Regions from separate parts of the Mus musculus genome. Here all the other regions are linked to region 4. Evidence: chromatin contacts called from public Hi-C, HiChIP or PLAC-seq and promoter capture Hi-C data. All regions are on one chromosome and are shown on one strand. Each heading gives the region's core, a stretch centred on a gene start, on an enhancer-like site or on the middle of the called end of the contact. The rest is flanking DNA. Distances are from core to core; before and after follow the strand shown.

The links. Promoter capture Hi-C pulls out the DNA fragments that hold promoters and counts their contacts. Hi-C and Micro-C count contacts between places; a contact is called where the count stands out from the background. HiChIP or PLAC-seq counts read pairs in DNA pulled down with a chosen protein or histone mark.
Region 1: a contact with region 4 is called in a Hi-C map of the G1E-ER4 cell line, with 2.8 times the contacts expected there. The contact joins the enhancer-like site here to the promoter of Gtdc1 in region 4. A contact is called at or near these places in 5 of 39 promoter capture datasets (the 3T3-L1 cell line, 3T3-L1-derived adipocytes, frontonasal cranial neural crest and 1 more), 2 of 484 Hi-C or Micro-C datasets (the G1E-ER4 cell line and the N1E-115 cell line) and 4 of 115 datasets of contacts at active chromatin or transcription factors (bone marrow-derived macrophages, embryonic forebrain, embryonic limb bud and 1 more).
Region 2: an H3K27ac HiChIP or PLAC-seq map of large pre-B cells shows a contact between it and region 4, with 2.8 times the contacts expected there. The contact joins the enhancer-like site here to the promoter of Gtdc1 in region 4. A contact is called at or near these places in 5 of 39 promoter capture datasets (the 3T3-L1 cell line, 3T3-L1-derived adipocytes, the C10 cell line and 2 more) and 3 of 115 datasets of contacts at active chromatin or transcription factors (fibro-adipogenic progenitors, large pre-B cells and pancreatic cancer cells).
Region 3: a promoter capture Hi-C map of liver shows a contact between it and region 4, with 2.7 times the contacts expected there. The contact joins the enhancer-like site here to the promoter of Gtdc1 in region 4. A contact is called at or near these places in 2 of 39 promoter capture datasets (both in liver), 2 of 484 Hi-C or Micro-C datasets (the N1E-115 cell line and uterus) and 2 of 115 datasets of contacts at active chromatin or transcription factors (bone marrow-derived macrophages and heart atrium).

Annotation. Positions count from the first base shown.
Region 1 is chr2:44,402,142-44,405,427 of GRCm38.p6, forward strand. No RefSeq gene overlaps it. Among named protein-coding and RNA genes, the nearest start is that of Gm39805, 29 kb to the right of the region's middle. Within about 2 kb of position 1,905, at least 1 of the 459 cell types and tissues checked has an H3K27ac peak or open chromatin away from gene starts, as enhancers often do. A contact at or near this core is called in the G1E-ER4 cell line, where this site is marked.
Region 2 is chr2:45,579,489-45,583,046 of GRCm38.p6, forward strand. It overlaps Gm30848 (a long non-coding RNA gene), which reads left to right. Exons shown (of 3, transcript XR_374345.3): 3 at 1,695-3,558. Among named protein-coding and RNA genes, the nearest start is that of Gm30848, 8.6 kb to the left of the region's middle. Within about 2 kb of position 2,258, at least 88 of the 459 cell types and tissues checked have an H3K27ac peak or open chromatin away from gene starts, as enhancers often do. A contact at or near this core is called in 3T3-L1-derived adipocytes, fibro-adipogenic progenitors and pancreatic cancer cells, where this site is marked.
Region 3 is chr2:45,513,664-45,517,039 of GRCm38.p6, forward strand. No RefSeq gene overlaps it. Among named protein-coding and RNA genes, the nearest start is that of Gm30792, 23 kb to the right of the region's middle. Within about 2 kb of position 1,323, at least 41 of the 459 cell types and tissues checked have an H3K27ac peak or open chromatin away from gene starts, as enhancers often do. A contact at or near this core is called in the N1E-115 cell line, heart atrium, liver and 1 more, where this site is marked.
Region 4 is chr2:44,925,683-44,929,224 of GRCm38.p6, forward strand. It overlaps Gtdc1 (glycosyltransferase-like domain containing 1), which reads right to left and starts at 1,554. Exons shown (of 11, transcript NM_001362987.1): 1 at 1,460-1,554.

The DNA of each region.
Region 1 (3,286 bases), core at 655-3,154, 520 kb before region 4:
GCAACCCTAGAAGAAAGTGGAAAGACATTGGAGTTCGTGCACAGATGTTTTCTTTCCTATTTCCACATTCCACACCACTGCAGTCTGACCCTAAAAAACAGACGCCAGCCAGAAGGAAGCCCACCCAAGAATCATAAAGACAGATGCCAAATTGAATTAGTTAACTCCTGATTTCAATATAAAGACATCCTATTTTGTGAATCAAGACCTTAAAGTCTACTAAGACCACATAGTAGTCTTTACTTTAGATTTCTAATGTTTAAAGTACAGAAATCATTAAAAATATATTGTACATGGATCAATCCACCGGACTGTAAAGTGTTGGCACTCTGTCAGATCTATTTTAGACTTCTTAAATAAAAAGTGAAACTTTGCAGATAGAAAGCCAAGTGTCCTTTGTTCCCTGCCTCGTCTTCTTTTCCTTCATACCTCAGAAGTAAGGACAGTGGTGAGCATGGCGTGGATAATTCCAGAAAATATATGTTTCAGTTTCTTACAATATGAGTGGCTCACATAACTAGTGTACATGCTAGAATAATTTTCTGCCTTTGTTCATAGAAATTCTGTTTGATTCTGAAACGTGTATTTTGCTTTTTATTTGTTGTTTTTCTTTTTATTTGAGCCTGCTGTTTGCTCATCTTAAATCCAATTTTCTAATTAAATTTAAACAAAGTCTAATTTAAACAGGAAAAAAATTAGGGTAATACTTTTCAGCAGACTTCTGGAAACATGCATTCACCATTCTAGAATTACTTCTGTTTCTTGACCTCATTGGGGGACTTTCCTTGTACCTATCACTTCCTCAGTGGCCTTATTATAATTCATTTATTGTGTCAATCAGGTAGCCAGTCTCTCAGCCAGCTGGTCAACCTATATCTACTATGAGCCTTAATTGGGTACTGCAGTGTTTTTGCATAGTGAAGATACAGACAAGATTAAGTCAGAAAAGATCACCGCCTTCAAACATCTTAGAACGCACTTGGATGGATAAATTATTGAACAAATAAACAAGATAGTCTCAGCATATGTTATTTCCTAACAAAATGAAGACATCACTTCATGAAAGCAAGAAGTGTAGTGATTTGACAACTGCTTCAGGAAGGGTAGTCAGGGGGCCTCTCTAGGGAGTGTATGCTTTCAAATGGGAATTTTAGCAACAATTGTGAAATGGGCAATGTGAAACTGCTGGGAGTGAGCCCTTCATGCAAAGAAAACACAAAGAGCAAAAAGAACTCACTCACTCTCGGTCAAGACACCATGAAAGTCAGGGATAATGACAGCATGAGCAAGAAGGAAAGCAATGGGGGGTGGAAATGGTTGATCCAGGTCAATGATGGGGTATAAATCGAGGTGCTACTTCAACTTCTTGGTTTAAGATGCCAGATGGTAGTGACATTTACTGATATGGAGGAGATTGAGAGAGAAGATAGCTTATGGAGGCAGGAAATGAAGATGTCCTACTGTTTTAAACACTTTAACTTTGAGACGATATGATGTTTAACACATCCCCTACAGGGCACTGAGTAAGCAGTATGCATGTGCCTCATGGGGGAGGGAGAGAGGGGGGGAGGGAGACGGAGAGGGAGAGGGAGAGGGAGAGAGAGGGGGGGAGGGGGACGGAGAGGGAGAGGGAGAGGGAGAGGGAGAGGGAGAGGGAGAGAGAGAGAGAGAGAGAGAGAGAGAGAGAGAGAGAGAGAGAAGCACATAGCTATGACATAAATTCATGCGACCAAGTTAGTTTGTGGAGCAGGAGAAAGAAGAGCACAAAGTGGTACTGATCAATGAACATGCCAAACCCACAAGGCTTCAACCCTAAACAGAGAACAACTGAGCAAAACTGGCAACAGCAGAGGTGGTCTTCCCCAGGGAAGAGCATAGCAGTTGGCTTCCAGTGCCCATCAGCCCTGAGAACATATAGAGGTAACATAGACCAACAGGTTAGATTTAGGAATATATATGCAAATATATTGTATTTGCATGCAATAACAATTGATGAAAAATGAGACTATGAATGTGCAGGAGAGTTGGGAGGAAAATATGGGAGGAAAGACAAGGGGAAAATCTTGAAAGCAATGTGTACAACAAAACAAGAAAATATGGTCTAGGACTACTACTGTAATCATGCCAACTTTTCAGTGAGGAAAAAATAAGGGACAATTGAAAATTACTAGAAAATAACCAGAAAGGTTAGGAAAGCCCTCTGGTAATCTCATGTGTCTTTGTCATGACAAGTACTCTTGCAATGGAAAGAGAAACAGACAGTCCAGGTAGGATCTAGGACAGTAAGACAAAAAATAAGTATGAAGCAGAGTCAAGAACATGTTACGGCATTTCCTTTGAAGAAGAGGAGAGACATGAAATACAGGAAAGATGCATGGAGTGAACAGAGGTTTGTCTTACTATGAAAGATGCACCAGTATTTTTGTGCTAATTAGACCTAGACTAGAAGAGAAAGAAAATGACACAGAGAGAGCCACAGTAGAATTTAAGTCCTAAAGAACCTAGCACAAAAGAAAAAAAAAATATGCAAAGAACATGAGACAGATATGTCCAGCTAGGTCAGAGGACAAGCAACAGGAAGATTAGGAAAGACCTCTGATTAGCTCTTTTTTTTCCCCAATGGTTTGTAGGGTCACAAGTCAACAATGAAACACTGGGGAAGGATGGGATACGCTAAGTAAGAGAAAATAAAGGAAAATATTTTTACAGGTTGTAAGGAAGTCCCTGGAGGAAGCCTAATTGAGTGCAAGCTGCAAAAAACTTCATTTCATTTGTTTCCTGTTCTCTCTGGTTCTAAACAAAGTTGGCATTCCATTTTTTAAAAATGTGCTATAGGATCAAATGAAGGAAGAAAGAGGAGAAAAGGTGGACCTTGTGTTACATAAAGGCTAATTCGTTGCACCAACTTAACAGAGGAAAGCAGGAGCAATTATGTTCAGAGAAGGTAAGTAGAAAAATCATTTATTTTTAGGTGTGTGTACGTGTGTGAGACAGGGGAGGGAGGGAAAGAGAAAGCGAGAGAGGGAGAGAGAGAGCGAGAGAGAGGGGGAGAGAGAGGGGGAGGAGAGAGAGAGAGAGAGAGAGAGAGAGAGAGAGAGAGAGAGAGAGAGAGAGAATGTGATTGCAAGTGTCCATAGAGTGGAGAAAGGTATATTAGTTCCCCTGGAGCTGGAGACACAGGCAGGGTCATGACACCAGACACATTTGGTGGGAACTGAACTGAGGTTCCCTACAAAAGTAGTTCACACTCTTAACTGTTGAGTCATTTCTCTTAGTAATAGATTTT
Region 2 (3,558 bases), core at 1,008-3,507, 650 kb after region 4:
ACAAATAAGATGTGAAAATTTCAGCAAGACATAACTATACCATGACTGAACAACAGCAGCAAATCCCTACTTTAAATGTGAGTATGTAATATGTAATTTCACATGGAAATCAGAATGTATTTTTATTGTTTATTAATCTCCTAAGCCAGTAACTTTCTCACAAAATAGTTGTTATTGAAATCTGACTTATTACCTTGGATAATTTTTGTTAGCTGCTAGCGACTTTTTTCTTATATTTGTGGACAGAATTTTTTTTTTTCTTAAGCCACTTAACTTCTGCTGTTTTCCTGAGTCCTTTAATGAATGAATAGATATTCTCATAGACTTTCAGTATTTCAGTATGGAAGTGCGGGCAGGGTGAAAGAGACAAAATTGGAGGCCTTTCATTAAAAGAAAAAAAAATAAAAAGAAAAAAAGAAGAAACAAAAACAAAACAAAAACAAAAACAAAACAAAAAAAAATCCTTATCAGGCTTTTCAGGCCCCATGATAGAACAGTAGGAAAAATTAAAAATACCTATCATATCCTAGTCTATTATCAAGAGAGTCTATTTTATATGTGCTGTCTAGTGTAAGCAGGGAAGTCCTAGAAGCAATGGGGAACATACAAATTACTCCCTATTCAAGCTGGAGTTTCAAGGACCGTTTATAAGGCACCCATGCCTGTCTTCATGCCTGCTGCCTGATTTATGTGTCCTTTTATAGTGCTCCGGGCAATTTAAATATACAGCCAGAGTTGAGGACAAATGAACCTTAGTCCATCTGGATGAGGTGTGGAGCCTTGGTTTACTGGGTGTTCACCGAGGCTCGTCTTCCCAAACAGTGGAACCTACTAGACTCTTCCCTTTGCTCTGACTGTGGAAACAGTCAAGGAAGTCGGAAGAATTAATGATTATTTTATTAATACTAATATTATTATTATTGTTAAGCTGTAGGAGCAGCTAGCACATTCTAACCCTGAGGCTCTTTCTCTACTTCTTACCATTAGGCTTTAGAATTCTTACAAGTCATTTAAAGAAGGAAAGATCGTACACCGGGAACCTGTCCCTAAACTTTACCTCCAGTGTTTATTTAGTTTATTTAGTTATTAATTTTCTGGGTCCAGTTGCATTATTAGTTTAGGTAAAAGTGAATACATTTTGTGGTACCTATGAATAGATAATTCAAATAATTTAGGTAATTAACTAGAGTTACCCCTTCAAAGTCAGCCTGGCGATAATATCATTAAAGGTACACAGGTAACTGGAAGCTGGAGTTTTCAGCATTGCACTTCTTGGGCTGGGTAATTGCCTCTTTCCCCATCCTGTCTTTCTAATTTGCTATGCAAACAAAACCAAAACAAACCAAAAAATAAAATGAAAAGAACAAAAAGCAACTTCTTGGCTTGATTTTTTTTTTGTCAATGTATGTATCAATACTTAAAAGACAGAACTGTTAAGGTGATAGCAATTCAAGATAGGACAGTGCAATTCAAAACACACCAAAAAGATAACAGATTTAGTGAAATTGACATATGTTAGTGATTATGCAATCATTCATTTCCCACAGATTTCTTTTTATAGGAAACTTTGGAAAATCCCAGAAGAACTGACCGAGTCACTTAAACCACAACAGGTTTCTTTCAACATCAAAACCATGAGTAGGAGTGGGAGAGGAATAATTTAGCTTTTTCTTTCTTTTTTTTTTTTTCTTAAGGACAAGGACAGCCTGGTTCTGACTGTGCAAAGCTGCGGCTTTGCCTCCAGTGGATGCCTTTGGAGCAGCAGATCTGACTTCCTCCTCCAACCAAGGAGTCCTAAAAACATCCAAGCAAAGGAAGCATATTTTCCCCATGACATGAGAAAGGGCCACAGAGATCTAAATGAAAACGGACATTTCACCCGAGTGACTGTTTGTATCTCACCTTGGCTGTGTGCCTAATTCAACAGGCACTTAGGTGGCTGAAGAGGGAATTTTTCGTTACCATGAATCCAGCCCCGGGTTGGACAGAGAGCCTTTTGACAGCAGGCCGAGTTCCTTGTGCTCGCTGGCAAAATGACCACATTTCTCTTCCAGTTGTTGTAGGGGTTTGAAAAAATCCCTCACTTCCTGGCAAAAGTTTTCTTTCTCCAGGAGATAAAGGCAAGGCTTCTTCCGCCTACCCATAGAATACTTCTATCACCTCAGAAACAGTTTTCAGCAAGGCAGGGTTGCTTGAACACTCATGTTAGCTCTCCACGGACTCTCGACAGCTGGCTGATGACCAAAGAGTCTCAGGGAAGTACTCCCTTCTCTGATTGTCCATGTCAGTGGGAGTCTGCGGGCTGTCATCAGAAAGTTCATCTTACATGTATGACTATGGGGCCTGTGTGTGTTCAAATATATATGTCTGAGGTATGGGCAGAGTGCCTAGTTTGAAGCTTTTATGCATACTCAAGAACCATGACTGAGAAGGCCAGAGCAGAATGAAGGTAACACTCACTCTTTTGTTGCTCCCTAGGAAGTACCATGACTTCTTTGGTGATGGGAGTCTAGTGTAGCAATATAGACATACCACTGCCTTATTCAGAAATAGACAACACAACTTACCCTGGTGGCAAAATGAATCAACACAATCCTTCTCAGTGACATTTTAGCAAAGTAAGTTGAGAACTTTAAAATGCCATATCTCTACTTTGGAATTGTTTTTAAGTTTAAACAACACAAAATACAGTGTAGACACTGTAGTTTAAAATAGGATGTCCTGGTGAGTTTTGTTCAACTGGACACGAATCAGAGTCATTTGGGAAGAGCAAAACTCAGTTGAGAAAATGCCCACAGCAGATTGGTCTGTAGGACATTTGTTTGGATGGTGATTATTGTAGAAGGGCCCATCCGCTTATGGGCAGTGCTACCTCACCTGGACAGGTGGTCCTGGGAATATAAGAAAGCAGGCTGAGCAAGCCTTGGGGAGTAAGTGTAAGCCATGTTCTTCTAAGGCTTCTGTTTCAGTTTCTAGCTTCAGGTATCTGCTGCTAATGAAGGTGCAATACCAGAGTAGAAGCCTTGAAGGGGTCATCAAGAGAAGCTGAGAAGTGTTAGAGCCAGTGAACTGAGCCCAGTAGAGGCTATGTGTGAAGGTACAGTCCAGGTACAACAGAGACCCCTGCAATTTGGAGATGGCAGTAGCATGGGACAATGTTCAAACCTGCAGCAGGTGTGAAGGGTGGTTGGCCTGAGCCTATGAGAGAAGCTGTGTGTGCTGTCCATGGCAGAGCCAGAGTGCTGGATCAGCAGATCTGAGACCAAGAAGTCTGTCACTGAGGTATCCACTGTTGGTCTTTAGCTTTGCTCTGTTTTGAATGTAACTCTGCCCTGGTGCTTTCCTCTTGAAATGAAAAAGTATGTAACTTATCTTTGATTTTTACCTGAGCTTATTGTGGAGAGGCTTTGAACTCTGAAAGGAAGTTTGGATATTTATAAAAATATTCCACTTTCCTTTTTTCAGTTTTAACATTTTATTGGGTAAATGGTTTTAAAGGTGATAGCCATAGTGTCAAAACTACTACAATGTCTTTTCACAGACATACCTTACAGACCC
Region 3 (3,376 bases), core at 73-2,572, 590 kb after region 4:
GAATTTATAGGATTGCATACTTCAGTGCCAATGTGGAAAACTCTAAATCAACTGGTTTGTTTGTTTGTTTGTTTGTTTATTTAGTATCATAATACAGTATTTAAAGATGACCCACTTTGCTTTAAAAGTGTATAAGCTCTAAGGCATCTCAGTGTACTTGGGACTGTGTTACCTGTTCTTCTCTTCAAATTACTGTCTGCATGATTGTCACTGTCTCCCGGTTCCACAAAGAACTCCTTGATGACATTTATCAGCCTCCGTTTTTAGACATGATTTCATTAAAAGCCATTCTCCTATAGTCGTTGTGCTCTCTCTGTTTAATGTGGTCTGTAGAGTTCATCAGATGTATGTGTTAATGGCATCAGCTGGGTTCAGGTTTCACTATAGCTGAACCTCTCTATTGTTAATCACTTAGCTAACATATGTCAATATCATAGTATGGAATGACACTCTCTGCAGCTCCTTTATATTCCTGTCACTGCCCTTTCTGAAAGATTAGAAAAGTATCGATTATCATTGTTAATTCAGAAGTGGTGGGTATGTGTTGGCTTCCCCTCACTAGAATACAACAGCACTCAACTTGGGTTAGAACCTTTCAACTTGCTCAGCCTTTTTTAGTGATTTTTTCTTCAGTCCTTCCTTTTCTCTCTTCGTTTGCTACTTTCACATGCAAAAACCAGGGGCTTGCAATTCCAAAAGAGGAGAGATGTTTATATCTTTCTACTTCAAGTCACATCCAACATTTCTCATCTTGAAGTGGCACAGCTAGGAGTAATCTTTGTTTGCTTTCTGCAGTGTTATCGCTCCCTGGGGACACACAGGGAGTCTAAGACTGGGTGGGAAAATGTTGTAGATTTGTACAGGATGTATATTGCACTTTAGAATTTTTGGCATACTGAGATAATTTTGATCCTCATATCTTATATTTGGTGTCCTTTGATAGCTTAGAGTTGAATAAAGTCTCTCTCTCTCTCTCTCTCTCTCTCTCTCTCTCTCTCTCTCTCTCTCTCATTCTTACTCTGTCCTCTTTAAGTCTGATGTCATTGTAAACAGAAAGATGAGGGCCTAATATTGAAGGGCTGCTAGCTTCAGGGTGAGTGGTGGGCTCAGCAGAGTGTGATGGTAGAGAGTCATTCCACTTCAAGGAGGATACTGCCCAATTTTTTAAACTTAATAGGATTAGTCATGGGAACTATTTTTAGCAGAAGTTCAACTTTATCCATGTATTTTAATGTGGGAAAATTGTGTCCTTTTCCCTCTGCTAATGTTTGATGTATTCCAGCCCTCCTGTGAGTGTGTTTGAGTATCTTAGGGGATCTGGAGTGGAGGAGAACTTCCTCTCAGATTCTCTCTGTTTTCTTTCGGGAAAATGACATTCCAAAGCTGTTTCACTTTCTGACAGGAAGTGGAGCCTTGCCAAAAATGATTAAAGTCCAAGAAAACATAACAGCCCCAAAGCTGCCGCAGTTCTTTAGGAGCCCAAGTTTGACATTGTGTCAAACAAACATGAAATATTGTTTAATAAATTTGAATAATACAGAGATAGGGGAAAATCATTCTTGGCTTATAGCAGTAGTGCTTTGTATTGAGTATGTAAAAGACTACCTACTCCTAACAAATTGAAATTAATACGTGAATACTCTTGTGTAAAGTTATCCCAGCTTGTGACTTCCTCTGTTATACTAGTTATCTATAAGAGGGAAAAAAAACTTGTCTGAATTATGTGTAAGTTCAAACAATTATGCATAGTGTTCAGGGAAATAACTCTGATAGTGCAATCCACCCCTCTCGTAGTACATAGTTTTCAAGAAAATATAAAAGGTACACAGTGGATTCATTGATAAATTCATTTATAACAAAAGAGTTTTATTAAAAGGGGTTAGATAATAACTTAAACTTAAGTTGATATTTGGAAAAATAAACCACCAAAACTTTATACAATTTCACTATATTCCCACCCAAGATAATTATGACCTTCCTCTATCAAATAAAGCTAAAAAAGAAAAAAAAACCCATAAACTTCTCTTATTAAAAAACTAACACCTCTTTTTTTTTAAAAAAAAAAAAGGAAAAGTTTAAAATACTGGACTTAAAACACACCTGAAAACTTAATCCTTATATTAAAAATTCTTATTTCTGTTATCTTTGATGTTACTATTCCAGGTGTATATTTGAAATATATGTTTTAATGAAAACTATTCAGTAATTTCTGTACTCACAGACACTCAACAAATCCCACAATTCATGATCACTATTTAGACATGTTAAATTGATTAGAGAAGTCATTCACTGTCATTGGGTACCATTTGTCACTTCATAAACAGCTGCAGTGTGCTGCCTCCAAATGCAGAAGGACCAACAAATAAATCACATCAAATGGTGGGAGTAGATGCTATCCTTTCATCTATAATTGGTATAGCCCTTTTCTGTCACATTTGCTCATTCTTATGATTCTAGTGTGGATTGACAGACAGGGAAAGGGCAGCCTCTGTCAAAGATGTTCAGAGAGTGTGTGTTCGGGTGATGTACCTGCTAATAGATATCCATCATAATATTACATTAATGTCACCATGCATCAAACATACAACTTACCCATCTAGGTATCTGATGTTAGACCCATAAGGATCTGTTCCCACAGGAAATAAGCTCTTAGCTTTGACAGGAAATTGATAGATGTCAAAGCAAAAACATGATTTACAGATACAAAGGAAAATAAGTGTACATTGCACATACCATTCCAGTGTGTGTAACTATAAAATTAGAAAGTTTAATTTCAGACACTATAATAAATATATATAGAATGGGATTTTTTTGCTAATTTCAATATACAATTCATTTTTAAGCAATTTTTTTCTTTTCTTATTAAACTAAAAGTAGCCACTGTTACAATTAATGCTTGGTATTATGTCCTAGATTAAGACTTTAATGAAAATCTGCTTTCTTGGAGGTCAAAACTCTTTCACCCTGCAATATCTATGTGTTTTTAGTGCATGTGTTCATGTATATATGCATACCACCATACACAGAGGCTTCTGTATATATTATGCAATAGAGTCATACCAACATTAAAAATTAACATAAATTAATGAAGACAATATACTTTCATAATGTCAAGTCTTTAAACACTGTGCACTTTGGGGAAATAGAAATGGCCCATGGTTGTTGCTGAACTGTCTCTCCTACATTGTGATCAACTTTGAGAAGATAATGTTTGTATCCACTCAACTAACTGGAAACTCATGTTGGAGAAGCTGTGTTATTTTTTTCAATCTGAATTTGCATGTGCTATCTCATTGTATTTCCATTGAATCATGATTATTTTGATTCCTATTTTATAGACTAGGAAATAAAGGTGGCAAGAAGATATTGTGCACAA
Region 4 (3,542 bases), core at 304-2,803:
GGTTTTAAGATACCATAATCAAGAGAGAAAGAAGCAGAGGTCAGGAAAGCATTTTACTTTCTCAGTGGGCTGGGGAGTTGGTCAAATCAGGATCAAGTTTGGTACAAGAGTGTCTATCAGAAGGGTCCATCTAGTAAATCCTTAATAAAGGCAAGTAGTTCTGTTAGTTCCTTCTAAATCTCTGGAAAATGTAAAATAGTGAAGCTGAATAACACTGCTGAGGTCCCTCACCAACAGAGAGTCCTATTAGTCTAGGATTTATAAGGTAAAACTGTCAGCATGATTTCAGAACAGAAGTAAAGACACTGTGTTGCTATAAAGTGTATTCGTAGGTATGGTTTAAGTTTGTCGGAGTATCCTGATTCAAAATGTGTTTCCCCAATCCTCAATATTAAACTGTTTCATTAAATACAGAACAAGACCCTAAGGACAACAGTGTATAATTCTTCTCAGTTGAAGCTGAGAATCTATTTCACATCAAAACCTGGAATGTACTAATGAAAATTCAGTATCTCACTGGGTATGTGGGTTCCAACATGAAACTCTTGTCACTGATAAAGCTTAAGGTAAACGGGTTAATAAGACACAATAAAATGGCTCTGTTGAGTTATACTGCCTTTTCCCCCACAGCAGTTCCTTTACCTAACCACTACAGTAAGCTTTAAAGTCAACTTCAGGGGTGCTAAGTCACGCAAGCTGGGCACAGAGGGGACGATGATCCTCAGCGTGGAGAACGATCGCCTTCAATTCACGTTTTCCATTTCCTTAACTGTGATACAGATGGGAGGGAAAATGTAAGCCCTTTCCTTTGAACTTCCCAGGGCCTCAAGGCACTAACTTTAAGAATTATTTCAAAGCTTATCCAATGAGGGGTAGTTCTACGACTGTAAAAGTTGCACGAGCCCCGCGAAGTGGGAATTGGGGTGCAGACGCTGCCTATCGCGAGATCGAGGGTTAAACTGATTTATTAATGCAACTTTGCTGTCGTTCGGTTAGTTGTAAAGACTTATTAACTCCAAGAGCCCTTCCTCGCTTTAGAAAGCCCCGTCAGGCGGGATCCTGCGGAAACATCAGGCCTATGCCGAATCCTCTAATGAGGGGCCGCGAGGTGTTGGGTCTCGCCGCCTGAGGTGGATCCCGAGTAGGAAAGCGCAGGCCAGGCCTTGCTGCGCGGGAGCCATGGCACGATGTCCCAGTGTCCGCCTGGACTCTGCCCTTCCCAAGCTCCGCGCTAGGGAAAAGCATCGCCCGGGGCCACAGCGCGGCCGGGCAGAGCAGGAGGCCGCGCGTGCGCCCGGGAAGCGCGGCCCCGGCTCCGCCCTCCTCCCCCTCCGCTCCTCGCGGCCGCCGCCCCACTGGGAACTCCGCGCGGCGCGGCCCCGCGAGGCGGGCGCCGGGAGGGAGGGGCCGCGCTCCCCGCCTCCCGCGGCCAGCGCAGCTCCCAGCCAAGGCGACTCACCTCCTCCTCCTCCTCCTCCTCTCCTCCTCCTCCTCCACGGCTCCCTCCAGGCCACCGACAGCCCAGCTGGCGACGCGCTGACGCCGAGCCCCTCCCCCGCGGCCGCCACCGAGGCCGCAGCCCCTCCCCGCTGCGGCTGCCGCGGCCTTGGGGCGCGTCAGGCGCCGGCCCCGCCCTCGCCCCGCCCCTCCCCGCCCACAAGCCTGAGGCTCCGCCCCCGGACGGCGGCCTCCACGCCTAGTCGGTGACTCAGAGGACGCGCGGTGCTGGGCGAACTCTCCACGGTGGCGCGGCTCCTCACACCTGCTCTCCGCCCACGGGCCCCGCGTACGCTTTCCAGTCAGGCCAGCGCCCCCGCCGCCCCTTCGGCTTTTCCGTACTCTCTCTCACTCCTCTGGTCGCTGCCTCCGCTCGCTCGCGCTGCGGCCTTCTCTTCCCCTGAGAGGTCTGGGGGCTGACTCACCGGCTCGCACGTTCTCAGGCAGGTGGCTAGCCGGCACCTGTAGTCCCCTTCCCTGTCCTTCCGGGCGCGCCTAAGCCTCGGGGACCCCGCAAGGCGAGTGCACACCCTCCTGCAGGTATTGGTCAGCACGCCCCGCTTTCCCCCCCCCCCCCCTCGGAATTCTTGCGGGACCTCTCCTAGCCGATGCTGGCGTTTCCTGTACTTAACTTATATGCAGCCTTTTGGCTGTCGAGACTATACGTATTACAGATGCATCTTAGAGTATTAATAATAACATATCTGCGGTCCCCACAAGAGCAGCTACAGAGCAATTAAAAGTCAGAAAGAATCCAAGAAAGTCTAAATGGTTTCTATTAAAAATAGGAATTTATCTCCCTTACATTTCTGTGAGTCTGAATTAGTGATTTCGTATTTGGGATCACGTTGTGGATTAAATGATTCATGCAAAGACAGAACATGCAACGGTAGGTCTATGCTTTTATCTGGTAACTTCATTTTTAAAGCTACAACTTGGAACAGACTGTAGTGCAGAAATGCATTAAGCATACCAAAATAACAGAGCCTGATTAGGCCTTTGGAGTTACAACCACAAGTTGCTTAAAGTTATGTGAGAAAACATTGTTATCCTTAAATTGAACAGTGAAAACGATCTTCTGTTCTAAACAAAGCCCACACTCTATGTGGACCTCCAAAGCTTAAAACCTCTGTTGACTTGAACAACAGTATCCCGAGCATTTAAAAAGCCTAATAAACCATCTGTCCATCTACTTTTACACAAATTGGGAAACACAAAAAAAGTGAATGCAGAAAGCTGAAAATGAGAATTCCAAATGGCAAATGGATCTAGTAAATCCTTTTTCACAGAATAAAATATTGGGGAAAAGCCCAAAGCCTACTATTATTCATCAATCTGGAAAAAGCCATAATTTTATACATGAATTGTATACTTAAGATCACCGGGAGTCTTTATTATTATTTTGCTGATTAAGATCTGAAGTCCAGAGAAAATGAGTTGCCTAGCCAATATGCCCAGATTTCCCAAGACCTGTCTCACATACTTGTCAGCATAGGATTTAGAGCTACAAGCATAAAGTCACTTAAGGTCCAAATTCGTTGACATTGAGGCTCTGTCTCAGTATCCGTGGTCTGTGAGTGTGAGCTTAGGTAATGCTGTCAGAAGCCATCTCACCCTAGTATGTTCAAGGATTCTTGTTATGCAACTTGCATCTCTCAGTCAGGGATCATCTGCATGATCTCAGTGACATCTGGCCCCGGCTCTGGAACCTTGGTCCAACCAAGCACATTCATCCTCAGAGGGGCCAAAGGCTGTGCCTGATTAAAAGAGTTATGAAATCTCTATTGTCAAGAAAATTACAACATTATTGGTGAGGTAAAATATGAGGCATGAAATGATAATTCAACACTAATAATCAAGGACTCAACAGTAATTTCCAAAATGTTAAGTGGGGAAATGATACACATGAATTAAGAAAAGACTTCTTAAAGACCACAACATCAAAAAGGAGACCCATCGTCTAGAGCGCTGTGTATAGGACAGAAAGTAAAATAAAATGTTTGGACTAAAGCACTGTGAAGAAAACAGGCACACCAAGAATGAGG